3 separate regions of the Sus scrofa genome follow, and regions 2 and 3 are each linked to region 1. Evidence: chromatin contacts called from public Hi-C data. All regions are on one chromosome and are shown on one strand. The core of a region is the stretch at or near the end of the contact, and the rest is flanking DNA. Distances in the headings are between cores, read along the strand shown. Region 1 holds the start of BCL6B (B-cell CLL/lymphoma 6 member B protein). Region 2 holds the start of GLTPD2 (glycolipid transfer protein domain-containing protein 2). Region 3 holds the start of ARRB2 (beta-arrestin-2).

Region 1 (4,534 bases), core at 1,202-3,701:
TCCCTTCAGATCCTGGGCATATGTGGAGGTTCACTCGAGAAAGAAACTTCTAGAATCTGGGGTGAGAGGCAGTGTAAGCGAAGGGCGTCTCGGACAAGCACTGTGCTCCCGGTTAAGGGGACCCTAATCAGTCTCGCCTTATGAGCCATTACTTAGCTTCCCCAAATGCACCCAGAGTGGCAAAACACCCCCAAATAAGGACACCCCCAAACTTTCGTCTCCTTTCCTGGGCCCTCACCTTGACACCTCCCCCTGGAAAAAGCTTCCTGGCCAGCAACACGTATGCAGAAACATTCCTCTCCTCGAAGTAAGTCTGCACAACATTCAGTATAAAACTTTGCTCCCCGTCAAGGACCTGCAAGCACACAAGGCCTTCAAACTGGCTCCCAGCTCCCTAATATGGTCTACCTCAAGCTAATAAAAGCCCAAAATTGAATTTCCTGCCCCCCAAAACATAGCCTGAGCCCTGACGTTTCTCTGGCACCCCAAAATAGACTGCATCCCCAAATCGGGAGGATTCCTCTACTGGAACTCAGACGGTCCCCACGCACCAATGACTATGCACCCCCCCCAAACAAAGCGCTCATCCACCTCCAAAGAACACCTAGCAGGTTCTCCTGATAGTCCAAAATGACCATCTCCAAAGTGTGGGTGCCCGGATCCCCAGAACTAACATAGCTTCAAAGTCAGCTCCATGCCTCAAACTTACTACTGGCCCTCAAGCCCGAACGCAGGCCCCCTGGTGCCCAAACCAATCAAACTAATTCAACATCCCATAAGAAACATGCACCCCGCAATTGACAAATTAACCAGATGACACAAAAGCAGCTCCATCCTGATACCAAAGGGAGCCCCTAGTCAAACTCCCACCTCCAACTGGGCAGAGACCAAGGTAATGGCCATTTGCAAAAGCCACCTCACCATCCGGAATCCTGAGTGGTCCCCCATTCCCAGTTTCTCAACAGCTCTTTCCTGCACCCAAATAAAGACACCCTCAAATCTGAAGGGGAGGGCCCCAGGCCAGGTTAGGCAGCTCCATGGATAATGGGCAGTCATCACTGGGTAACTGGAGACTCTTCTGAGCCCAAACGCAAGCCCTGCTTTGCAGCCAGACTCCGCTCTGACCCCCCCCCCCTTCTCCAAATGAACCTTGCTCCGCCAACAAAACCTTGTCTCCGCAAAGAAAATATGAGGCTGTGACCCGGGCCTATCTCCCAGATCAGGGACTCAAACTGGGCTTAGCGGCCCCTCCTGCCCTGGCTCCCTTCTTTTACCCTGAGACCCTCCCTCTGTCTGTTCACCGCATCCAACTTTCATATGAATGTTCCCTAAAAAGTCACCCCTAAAGACAGATAACAGTATCCAGCTCAGTAAGAAAAGAAGCTCCCAGCGCTCAGACCCTGCTCCTTGTCCCACTCGCGGATTTCTCACCCCAGGTAGGAACCACAGCCGCAGAGGAAAGTCCCCTCTGTCGCCTAACTCGCCCTCCCTCCGCCCAACCTTACTCCCTTGGACAAAATAAACCAGCGCAAAGTGGGGGGAGAACGAAGGTTACGGCCACCCAGACCTAACCGATCCTGTGGACCCCCCAGCCGGTGGAGACGACGGGGCGAGGCGAGGCTGGTGCTCGTCCGCCCCCTCGTGGAAGGAGCCAAACATTGCCGAGCTTTGCCTACTTGCCGCGCTGGACCCCGGCGTCCCGCCAGCCTCCAAGCGTAGCCGACGGGCGGGTGCCCGAGGCCCTAGTGAGCTGGGACTGGGGGAGGGCGAGCGGGCTTTGGGCGGGAGTCTGTCTCTCCGGATCCCTAAAAGGAGTAAGAAGAGAGTGGGGAGCGAAAGTCCGGACCCTAGGGCTCCTGAACGTCTCTCGGCCCCCACCCGGGGCTTTCCCCACCTCCTCGAGGGGAAGCAGCTGGCGGAGCCGTCCGGTCGCAGGACAATGGAAGGAAACGAACTAGAAATCATATCCGCCCCCTCCCTACCGAGCGCGGTCAGAGCCCCCCTTTTTGCAGGCCCTGCCAGAGGAGGCTGTCATTCCACCACACCCTCCGGCTGTCCGAGAGCCCGCAGGAGCCCCCCATCAGCTCCCCAAACCTGGTGCCTCTTAGGGCTCCCCTTTATCTCCGTAATACCGTACATTGGAAGGGGGGTTGTGTAGTATTCACTCTCCTGTTAAAAGGCTCCTTGCTAAAGGCAACACGTCAGTTTTCGCTGTCCCGCCCGGGCCCCCCGACGACCCAGGTTATGCACACTTCCAATCTCAATATCCCCAACCTCCTCCCCAACTCCAATGTCCCATCCTCAGTTCCACCTTCAGGCCCAAGACCCCTTACGTTACGACCACCCAGCGTTTCTGAGGTCCCGCCCTGGAGCCGGGGACCCCGCCCCGGGTTCACCATCTGGAGAGCGAGGGAGGAAGGAAGGATACAGACCCAGGCGTTCACCCCACCTCCACCCCCGCCCCCGACATCCCGGCCAGATAAAGGAGCCGAAGCCAAGAGGGAGAGAGACCCCGCCCCCCTTGAGAAGAGAAGCCGAAGCCCCTGCAGGACGGGGGTAAGAACCTGAGACTGTGGGAGCCAGACGCCTAGGTCCCCTAAGAGGGTTGGGGCTTGTTGATGGAAAGAAGACTGAGGCCCAGAAACTGGGCTAAACTAGGGATCCGGGACTGGAGAGTGGAAGTTTGTGTTTCGGGGAAGGGAGCTTCGATTGGGATTTGGAGAGGTGTGGACCGCAGGTCGTCTGGGGTCTCCAAGCAGGATCGGACACCTGAGACCAGGCGCGCAGTGAGGCTGAGGGGAAATGGGGATGCCGGAAGGGCACTGGGAGTCTAACTAAGGACCCTGCGGGCCGGATTCCCCACGCTTGCCATCGACGCCGCGGTGTGGGAACCTTCAACTCGCTCCAAGCGCTGTGGCATCTAGAGGAGGAAAGCGAGCGATGCTGTGGTTGAAGGCAGAGAGAACAAGACGAATTAAATGAGGCTGCGAGAGCCGGGGCCGGGGGCTTGGCTCTAGCTGCCCCTCAGGAGGAGGAGGCAAACCGCGGAAGGGAAGGCGTCTTAGGACGGCCTGGATCCCTGAGCCCTTGCCTCGGCACCCGCAGGCCTACGTCGCGATGGGTTCCACCGCTACCCCGGAGGGAGCGCTGGGCTACGTCCGCGAGTTCACTCGCCACTCCTCCGACGTGCTCGGCAACCTGAATGAGCTGCGCCTGCGCGGGATCCTCACTGACGTCACGCTACTGGTTGGCGGGCAACCCCTGCGAGCGCACAAGGCGGTTCTTATTGCCTGCAGGTTCGAGGCGTGGCTGGGTTGGGCCCAAATGGGAAGGGGGCGGAGCCATGAGGACTTGGCGAGGGAACCCGAAGCCAAGCCTTCCAGAAGCAGGAGGCGGGGCGTCTAGGGCTTGGGGGCGGGGCTCTCTGTAGGGGCGGGTTTCTACTGGTGCGCTGGTCTCCCTCGGTTCCCCAGCCCCTAATGTGACCCATCTGCCCTCTCTCCAGTGGCTTCTTCTATTCAATTTTCCGAGGCCGTGCAGGAGTGGGGGTAGACATGCTCTCCCTGCCTGGGGGTCCGGAAGCTGGAGGCTTCGCTCCTCTTCTGGACTTCATGTACACCTCGCGCCTACGCCTCTCTCCGGCTACGGCGCCAGCGGTCCTGGCAGCTGCCACCTACTTGCAGATGGAACACGTGGTCCAGGCATGCCACCGCTTCATCCAGGCCAGGTGAGGGAGCCCCGCCTTGGCGTTCCCCGTGGATGAAGTGGCAACCTAGGTGTCTAGGGCAGAGGACAAAATTAGGAAACAGGACTAATGTCCATCACTCTTTTCTCAGCTATGAACCTCTGGGCATCTCCCTGCGACCCCTGGAGGCAGAACCCCCCACGCCCCCAACGGCCCCTCCTCCAGGCAGTCCCAGGCGCTCCGAAGGACACCCAGACCCACCTACTGAGTCTCGCAGCTGCAGTCAAGGGCCCCCCAGTCCAGGCAGCCCAGACCCCAAGGCCTGCAACTGGAAAAAGTACAAGTTCATCGTGCTAAACTCTCAGGCCTCCCAAGCAGGGAGCCTAGGCGGGGAGAGAAGTTCTGGTCAACTTTGCTCCCAAGCTCAGCTCCCCAGTGCAGATGAGGCTTCCAGCAGCAGCAGCAGCAGCAGCAGCAGCAGCAGCAGCGGCAGCGAAGAAGGACCCATTCCTGGCCCCCAGAGCAGGTGCAGTGACTGGAAACCCCCAGAACGTGGAGAGGCTGGCCTCGGTGGTTGGGAAGAGGGAGTGAGGGGGTGGCCTTCAGAGACACTGGCTCCCCTTAGGGAGTTGGCCAGGCTTTCTCGGTGGGGGAGGGGACTTTGGGAGCATAGTTGGATATGGCTCATTGTCAGTACTCTCACATCCAGCGGGTGGGCCTTAGGCAACAAGTTCCCCAGGGAAGAACCCCCAACCATATAATCTCTCCTTCCCCCTTTCTCTGGGCCGTGACGTCTGCCTAGGCTCTCTCCCACTGCTGCCACTGGACAGTTCAAATGTGGGGCTCCAG
Region 2 (4,534 bases), core at 769-3,268, 320 kb before region 1:
GAGGCAAAATGCACAGGTTTTAGCCTTGGGTAGTTGATGGGAAAGGGTGTCATTTATTCATAGAGACGGGAGACACAAGAAGAAGTGCATTTCTCGGAGGAGGTGATTGCATTCGCGTTGGATGTGCTGCACTTGCGGTGTCTATGGCGGTGTCCGGGAAAGAGTAGGCTTTACGGGGTCTGGAGTTCAGCGAGGACAGGTCGGGACTGGAGATTTGGCATGTCGTTGACAACTGAAGCCACAGGAGGGACTGAAATAGGCCAGGGGTAGCATGAGTCTCTCGGCTGCCGGGAACAGGGATGACACACACCTTCCCACATACATTTTTTTCTATTTCCCTTAAGGGCTTGCCGTCATCACACAGAACACGCTAAAAATCGACGGCTACCAAAGAATACTTTTTTATTACCCACAGCTCCTCCCCTCTCCCCGGGATTGCGTAGAGAGAGGCTAAAAGCCCCACTTCCACCGGGGTGGGCCTCCATGGCGATGACGTCACCGTGGGGCGGGGTATATGGCGGCCCCGCCCCCGGCGCCAGGAGGCCTTGCGAAGGGTCAGACGCAACCCAGCGGCTGCCACCCAGCCCCAGGGCACTTCCTTCGTCCTGCCAGCAGGCATCAGGCCAGCTGGAGCAGGCGGCGCTCGGCCAACAAGCCCTGGGTACGGTTGTAGACGTCCTCCAGAGTGCCCGCGGCCTGGGCCAGCGCAGCCCGCGCCTCTGCCTCTTTGACCCCCGGACACGCCAGCTCGAGCAAGCGGCCGCGACCCGGGAAGGCGAGGAATGCGAGGTGGGCGGCCTGACGGACCAGCCAGGGGTGGTGCGGGGCCAGGGCCGTGCTGTAGGCGTCGCTGCACTGGGCGCCGGCGTCCGGGCCTCCGGGCGGCCCGGTTGCCACCCGGTGGAGGCAGAGCTGGGACCAACGTAGCGCACGGTGCAGCAAGAGCATGGTTAGTGAACCCGGGTTCCGGGTCGAGTGCCGAGGGGCTACCCCGGGCCTCTCCCACGCCACCATGGTCGCCAGCGACGTGTAGTGAGCGGCCTCTGGACCGTGCACCAGAGCCTCGAGGACTGTCACTTTGGCGAAGGCCTCGCTTGTGGCGAAAGAGAAGATGGAGCCGAGGGGAGTTAGGAACCTGTATGTGTTCGATGGTGGGAAGGTTTGAGAGAGGGCGATGGTTCAAAAAGAGGCGGGGTCTGGATGGGGTAGGGAGACAACGAGCACTCACCTGACTAGCTCTCTCCACCCTGCCAGGTACTGCGACAACTCCACATCCCCTTTGGGGTTCAGACTGGCGCGGAACGGCCTCATTATGCGGCCCAGCATCCCGTGGGGGCTCAGACACTGAGGCTCTTCCCGTTCCAGTCCCTCCAGGGATCCTGACTGTTGCTGGGCCTGGGGGTTAGATATGAGGTGGGGGGTGGGGGTGGGGGGGAGTGCAGAGCCCCTAGCTTGCAGGGTTCACCACGCCTCGCATTTGGGCTCTGAAGAAATTATTGCTAAGGTCTAGCCAGTGTCCCTCCTGCTGTAACTCTCAGCTTCTAATTGGAGACGGGAGAGAAGGAGGATCCACCTTTCATCAGATCCTCGGCCTGGTCCACTTTCCCTGCTCAGGGTCCTACCTGGAACTCCTAGTCCCAGCCCTGCCCAGAGAGTACCTGGAAAGGTGGCAGTCCTTTGGCAATGCAGGACTGGGTCCCGGATCGGCAGCCTGAGAGGGCGCCTGGAGGAGGTGAGACAGAGCAGTGAGGGCCTTAGGTTCTGAGGGCCTGGAGTCCCGGATTCCTCCTGGAGCAGGTGAGGGAAGGGGCCACTCACGAAGGCTCTGAGCCCAGAGATAAAGAAGCAGTAGCGTGAAGATAATGAGAGGGATTGCACTGCGCCTCCAGCACCGAGGGACCCGCCGAGACAGTGAGGTGACCCCCATGGCTGCTTCAGGGACCACTGCCCTTGCCAGCCCCTGGCTAGTCCTTGTCCCTCCGCCTTCAGGAGAGGAGAGAAGACTGTGGTGCTCTGAGGTGCAAAGTGTTAATAATTAATCTAGTAAGGCCCCCTCCCCTGTGCCCTTTGCCCCAAAGGGCAGCATCTGAGGGGTGAGGGACTGGATGAAGAGGATTTGGGGTATTTAGTAGCAGTGACACGTCTCTACATTTCCCTTCCCTGAATGGCCAGGTTGTAGTGAGACGCAGCCTGGGTATTGTGAAGAGAGGCTGAAGTCAGAACCAGTTCCCCCAATGAGCAATGGTGTGAGCCCTAGGTTGACTCTGTGCTTGAATTCCCTCCACAGTAAATTGAAGGTAATAATAGGTTATTTTGCAAACTTCATGTGAGGATTAAATGCTATTATACGTGCAAACCTTGTAAATGGAAAAGCTTACCACAATTGCTCCATAAATCTTATCTATTAAGTTCAAGCATGGGGCACCTGGGATCCACGGAACACCCACTTCTAAGTTCTCTATCCTATCCCCATGGAATCTTAACTTGATCTGGATGCATGATGTCTTAATCATATACTTTAGGCTGTCTCCTTTTTTTTTTTAATTAAAAAAAATTCTTTTTTGTCTTTTTAGGGCTGCATCTGAGGCATATGGAAGTTCCCAGACCGGCCTACACCACAGCCACAGCAAGGCCAGATCAGAGCCGGGTCTGTGACCTACACCACAGCTCACAGCACTGCTAGATCTGTAACCCACTGAGGGAGGCCAGGGATCGAACCCAAGTCCTCATGGATACTAGTCAGGTTCCTTACTATAGAGCCACAATGGAAACTCCTAGGCTGTCTCCTTTTACATCTTTGAGATTTAATTTTTTTTAAACCTCCAGGTTGATGCCTGAATCATTCATCAAACCAATTTTTATTAACTACTTCCGCATGCCAGGCCTTGTACTAGGCTCCAAGAAGACAAATGTGCCTTCCCAGAGGTCAAGGTCCATTGGGAAATTTACCATCAGTCTGCCCTACTGGAATGTGAGCTCTGATGAAGAAAAGGGCCCTTCTTTTTTTTTTTTTTTTTTTTTTTTTTGTCTTTTTGCTATCTCTTGGGCCGCTCCCGGGGCATATGGAGGTTCCCAGGCTAGGGGTTGAATCGGAGCTGCAGCCACCGGCCTACACCAGAGCCACAGCAACGCGGGATCCGAGCCGCGTCTGCAACCTACACCACAGCTCACGGCAACGCTGGATCGTCAACCCACTGAGTAAGGGCAGGGACCGAACCCGCAACCTCATGGTTCCTAGTCGGATTTGTTAACCACTGTGCCATGATGGGAACTCCCGAAAAGGGGCCCTTCTTGCTACCCTATTTATAGCACTTAGAATATTGCCTGGACCAAAACCCATTATTCCTAAATAAGTATATATGGAATAAACAAAGGAACTTATATGAGGGGCAGGCAAATCAGTGGTGGTACTCTCCATGCAAATTTGAGCCAGTTTGGTTTTTTTTCCCCCCAGATCAGGAGTCCACCTGGTGGTCATAGCGGGAAAAACATTCAGGGGAAGGATAAGGAAGCAAGAGAGGAAACATCTGCTTTCAGCCCCCTGTCCACAAGCTTAGAATTTTCCTGTCTCTGTGCATTTTCTATCTTTTCTTTTCTTTTCTTTTTTGTCTTTTTTAGGGCCACACCCGTGGCATATGGAACCCTCCTCCTGGATGGAGCCCTCCTTCTGGATACTAGTTGGGTTTGTTACCACTAAGCCACAACAGGAACTCCTGTGTACATTTTCTTTTTTTAAAACGTTTTAAAATAAAGTATAGTTGACTTACAATGTTGTGTCAATGCATATATATATTTCTTTTTAGGCCTGTACTTGTGGCATATGGAGGTTTCCAGGCTAGTGGTCAAATCTGAGCTGCAGCTGCCTGCCTACTTCACAGCCACAGCAACAGAGGATCAGAGCCATGTCTACAACCTACACCACAGCTCATGGCAACTCCGGATCCTTAACTCTCTGAGTGAGGCCAGGGATCGAACCTGCATCCTTATGGATCCTCGTTAACCGCTGAGCCACAAAGGGAACTCCCTCAATGTATATTTTCTTTTGAGGGGGAGGGGTGTCCCAGAATCTCAAGGAGTTGGGGCTCCAGTCATTCACAAGATGTTTCCCAGCTGCCACAGGTCATGGATTCTTGCCCTGTCTCACTTTGATGTCCCTCACGTCCTGGAGGTTCCTTGTCTGCTGGGATTCTGGAACCATCACTTCCATCCCTAGCGTGGGTTCCCCATCTCCCAGAGTTGGAATGTTTCCCAGCTTGTTAACTGTGACTTAGGCAAGTCCTTTGCCATTTTGCAGCCCCAGCTCCCTCATCTGCAGGATAGGAAGAATAATTCCCACCTCCTACAATTGTTGTATTGATTAAATAAAACCTGCCTGCAAAACACTACCCATGGAGTTGCCATTGTGGCTCAGCAGGTTAAGAATCCCGCTAGTATCCATGAAGATGCGGGTACGATGCTTGGCCTCACTCAGTGGGTTGAGGATGGGCATTGCTGCAAGTTGTGGCATAGGTTGCAGATGCCACAGGGATCCTGC
Region 3 (4,534 bases), core at 547-3,046, 260 kb before region 1:
AGGGTCCCCAGGGCCTAAAAATTGAAATCCTGCCAAGTGGCCCATCCCTCTTTCCAGTTCCACCACCCCAGTTTCTGCTGTAACAACTTCCCATGCCCCTTCTTCCCAGAAGGCCATCTATCTAAAGACCATAAGGCAAAAGGGATGGAGGCTCTCCATAAAGGAGAGCAAACACTGGTATGGTGGCAGCTAGGATAAGCACCCCATCTCTTGTCCCCACGCGAGGGCTGTACTGCAATGGCACCATCCAGCTCTCCCTCCCCTTTGCTTCTGGTTTTCCTCTTTAGCCCAGTGTTTTCTTCCAATTAGGAGTCCTGGCAGAGGGTGGTGACAGCCACAATCCGTTGGACAACTGGAGTGTGGCTGTGGGGTAAATGCCTTGAAGCAGCTGCAGGGCACCTGACCTTTGGAGCCGAACCCAGCCAGCCTCCTGCCACGCTGAGGAAGAACAGCGTTTGTACACTGAGGTTGACCAAGAAGGTAGAGTGTGGGTGACCAGAGATGCCCCCCGGTGGTGGTGGGGAGCCGAAGCAGATGCCCCCTCACACTTCCTACTATTCTCTCCATTTCCTGTGGCCCAGAATTTGATGGGGGTGGGAGGAATTGTGCCAAGTCAGCAGTCCCCCTTTGGTCCCATCCTTCCCCCTCCCTGAACCACATAACGGAAATCTGGGGCCTCCCTCAAGTCAGCAACTTCCCCTTTCTCTGTGTTTAACCCCTAATCCAGGACGCCAATCGGCCCTCTGATCATCTCTCCAGGATCAGTCGACTTGGTGCTCAGAGATCTATGTTTTCCTACTCTATTGGTGGGGCTGATAGGGTGTTTTGCAGAATAAGTGACAGCTCAGAACCAGGCCACCATTCCTGTTCCTCTCTGAATAGAAGCCAAGAGCCCCAATCTTTTTCCTCTTTTGCTCCTGCTCCCCAGGGACTCAGGCATTCACCCCCTGCCCCCTTGGGGGTGTTGGGTCACAACAGGAAGTGGATTTTGCTAGAGACCAAAAAAGAGAACTGGAGGTGTCAGTGGAGGGAAGGAGCCTCGATTGCACAGAAAACATCCGGGGAGTGGATGGCGTGCCCAGGGCAGACACTGCCTCCCCTCACCCCCAGGAAGAGGGGTAAGGCTCAGATCGGGGAGGGTCGCCAGGCACTTTGCTGCCCCAAGATGAAGCTGTTGCTCCTAGCAACCCAGGGGAAGGCAGAAGTTTGTAAGCGGAGCCACCCGGCCCTTGGGACAGGTTGGGGGAGCCCGACTGCTTGGAGGGTAGTGGACAGGAGGCTCTCCAGTGGCTCAGCACGAGTCTAAGGGGATCCCCCTCCTGGCATCCAGCCTGCCCATACCAGTCCCCTTGGGGCCGGCCACCTGCTCCTTCCTCCGCCCCTGCATCGCTGCCTGCATCGGAGAAGCCAGTCGTCCAGCCCCCACATCCCTTCGAGAACCCAGATACGGGTTTCCCGATCCCCTCAGAGATCCCCTTGCAGGGTCTGTGGCATGCGTTGCCCTCATTATCCTCGAGGACCTAGGCGTGCGGCCCCGGATGGCTGCCCCCTAGGGACCCAGGCGTCCGGCCCCTGAATTTTCTCCCGGGTGTCCTTGTCTGGGAACCGTCCCAGTACCCGTCTGGAGCCGCCACCCACGTCCCGCCGCGTAGCCCCACCTCTCTTACCTGGTCCCCGGTTTCTCCCCCATGGTGCGCGCGCCCGCCGCCCGCCCGGTTCGCGGCTCGCTCGCAGCCTCAGAGCCCGCTGCCAGGTCCCTGCTCCTCCCCGCGCCACTGCGCACGCGCGCCCCCGCTCTTTCTCCACTCCCCTCTCCCCTCCTTCCCGCCCCCCCCGTCGGATCCTGGGGAGCCTAGGCCAAATGCGTCAGCCCGGATCGCGCGCGCCCCGGCACTGCCCGCCCTCTCCTCACAGGCACTCGCTGTGATTGGCTCCTCCAGCCGCCCTCCGCCCCCCATCTCCACCCCGGCCGAGGGACCCCCCCTCCCCGGCGCGCGCGGTCCCTGCACTCTGCTCTTCCCGCCCATCTCTCCACCCCTCCGCGCCCGCTTAGGCACTGATTGGGTCCCCTCAAACGAAGGCGCCCGCCTTCAGGAAATAAGAGCCTCTGATTGGCTTTATCCATTCCGGACCCTGCAGGGGTCCCCGCCCCTTTGTTTGCTTTCTCAGCGACGGCGGAGGCGAAGGGGGTGGTGGGGGCGGTGGATGAGCTCTAGCAGTCTGGCAGGGAGGATGAGGGGATCCACACGTGGGCGAGAGGTTCCAGTTGCGTGATGCTCGCTTATTGCGCGCCGCTCGCCCGCTCACCCTAGAGCTTGTTTCCTTCTTTGGCCCGCCCTCCTGTTTCCTTAGCGTGATGTGTCAGCTCCCCCTAGTGTCGGTATTTGATCTTCGCAGGGCTACTTTCCTACCTTTTTCCACCCATTCATCAAAGCGAACATCCATTCACGCACGCTTGCATCTATTTCATCTATCTATGCCCATTTTGCGCTAATCACTAAGCTAGGCGATGGGGACCCAGAAATGAATTAACATGGCCCCTGCCTTCCTCGTATGGTTGAGGAGACACATAAACAGGTACTATGATCCCAGGAATGCTTTACTAGAGATATGACTCAGAAGACAAAGCGACTCTCAGCCCTTTCCTGGGGGAGGAATGGAGGGAGGGCAGGCTGTCCAGAGGAGGGGGCATTTGAGGATAATCTTCCTGAAGGGTGGGCGGAAATTGAGAAAGGGTATTCTGAAGAGAGAGAAAGGCGAGGCACATCCTGTTTTGAGGTTTTTGTAGGGTGAGAGGGCAGGGGTGATAAGACTGGGTTGGATGAGTGGAACAGAGTGTGAAGGGTTTTGTAGAGCAGGCAATGGGGGGGCGCCTCTCCTGGAGGAGGGCGGTCGATCCAGTAGTGGGTTTTGTTTTTTTTTTTTTTTTTTTTTGTCTTTTGTCTTTTTGTTGTTGTTGTTGTTGCTATTTCTTGGGCCGCTCCTGCGGCATATGGAGGTTCCCAGGCTAGGGGTTGAATCGGAGCTGCAGCCACCGGCCTACGCCAGAGCCACAGCAACGCGGGATCCGAGCCGCGTCTGCAACCTACACCACAGCTCACGGCAATGCCGGATCGTTAACCCACTGAGCAAGGGCAGGGACCGAAACCGCAACCTCATGGTTCCTAGTCGGATTCGTTAACCACTGCGCCACGACGGGAACTCCTGTTGTGTTTTTTTGTTTTTTTGTTTTTTTGTTTTTTTTTAAGCCAAGGAGTGGTATAAGATTGCTCCTATAGGAAGATAATCCTGCGCGGTGTGGAGGTTGGAGACAGAGAGGCAAGACTGCTGTAGACTAAACCCAGTCAAGGGGAGATGATGAACAGCAGAGTGGAAGGGAGAAGGGGGAGCCAGGCTGAAGAGTCATTTCTAGGGCAAAATTGAGCAGACTTGGGGAGAATGATGGATGATGGACATCCTTGGACGTAAGGAGCTAAAACATCCACCTTTGTCCATCTCTTTTCCCATACTCCCCTATCTTCCCCAAATGAACGAACATCGCTCTTCTCCCTCCACTTTTCTGTGCAACAAAGTTATATGCACAACAAAACAGTTTCTGAGATCATCTTTAGGGTTTAAATACAGGCCTTACCGACTGCTACTTCCCCACTCCCGGTTCCATCACCATCTTCTAAGCTCAGTCTTCATGTCCTTGAAACTTCAGTTCATATGTTTCTTTATTTCATTTTTGTCTTTTTTAAGGCTGCACCCCTGGCATATGGAAGTTCCCAAGCTAGGGATGGAATAGGAGCAGTACCTCCAGCCTATACCACAGCCACAGCAACGCCAGATCCTTAACCCACTGAGTGAGGCCAGGGATCGAACCTGGATCCTCAAGGATACTAGTTGGGTTCTTAATCCGCTGAGCCACAACAGGAACTCCCCAAATAAATTGTAAGTGGTTTAAGATCTAAATGCACAGAATAAAACTAGGAAAGTATTAGGAGAAAGCATAGAAGAGTATTTCTAATCTTGGAAGTTAGGGAAAGGCTCCCAAGATACCAAACTCCAGGGCTTGAAATAACAGGTAACACTTTACAGGTAGTATCTACCATGTGCCAAACATTGTCCCAAGAATTTAAAAAATATTAACTCGGAGTTCCCATTGTGGCTCAGAAGATACAAATCCCACTAGGAACCATGAGGTTGCGGGTTCAATCCCTGACCTCGCTCAGTGGGTTAAGGATCTGGCATTGCCATGAGCTGTGGTGTAGGTTGCAGACAAGGCTCGGATCTGGCATTGCTGTGGCTGTGGTGTAGGCCGGCAGCTGTAGCTTCAATTCGACCCCTAGCCTGGGAACTTCCATATGCCCTGGGTGTGGCTCTAAAAAGATAAAAGACCAAAAAAAAAAAATTTAACTTATTTAATCTTAACAACCCTATAAGTTAAGTTTCTATGATAGCCCCATTTCATAGATAAAGAAATGGAGGCAGAGTTAAGTAACTTGCAAGTTCATACAACCAGCAAGAGGCAAAGCTGGCATTTGAACCCAGC

What was found. Hi-C and Micro-C count contacts between places; a contact is called where the count stands out from the background.
Region 2: a Hi-C map of embryonic fibroblasts shows a contact between it and region 1, with 2.1 times the contacts expected there. The contact joins the promoter of GLTPD2 here to the promoter of BCL6B in region 1. A contact is called at or near these places in 1 of 47 Hi-C or Micro-C datasets (embryonic fibroblasts) and 1 of 2 datasets of contacts at active chromatin or transcription factors (alveolar macrophages).
Region 3: a Hi-C map of embryonic fibroblasts shows a contact between it and region 1, with 1.8 times the contacts expected there. The contact joins the promoter of ARRB2 here to the promoter of BCL6B in region 1. A contact is called at or near these places in 3 of 5 promoter capture datasets (fetal liver, fetal skeletal muscle and liver), 6 of 47 Hi-C or Micro-C datasets (alveolar macrophages, embryonic fibroblasts, fetal heart ventricle and 3 more) and 1 of 2 datasets of contacts at active chromatin or transcription factors (alveolar macrophages).

What each region holds. Positions count from the first base shown.
Region 1 is chr12:52,424,954-52,429,487 of Sscrofa11.1, forward strand. It overlaps BCL6B (B-cell CLL/lymphoma 6 member B protein), which reads left to right and starts at 2,452. Exons shown (of 9, transcript XM_003131927.6): 1 at 2,452-2,556; 2 at 3,106-3,296; 3 at 3,506-3,727; 4 at 3,837-4,211; 5 at 4,488-4,534. The coding sequence starts at 3,118.
Region 2 is chr12:52,104,116-52,108,649 of Sscrofa11.1, forward strand. It overlaps GLTPD2 (glycolipid transfer protein domain-containing protein 2), which reads right to left and starts at 2,019. Exons shown (of 4, transcript XM_003131910.6): 1 at 1,819-2,019; 2 at 1,659-1,723; 3 at 1,229-1,395; 4 at 386-1,135. The coding sequence starts at 1,927. The coding sequence ends at 619.
Region 3 is chr12:52,168,566-52,173,099 of Sscrofa11.1, forward strand. It overlaps ARRB2 (beta-arrestin-2), which reads right to left and starts at 1,797. Exons shown (of 14, transcript XM_021067791.1): 1 at 1,668-1,797. The coding sequence starts at 1,690.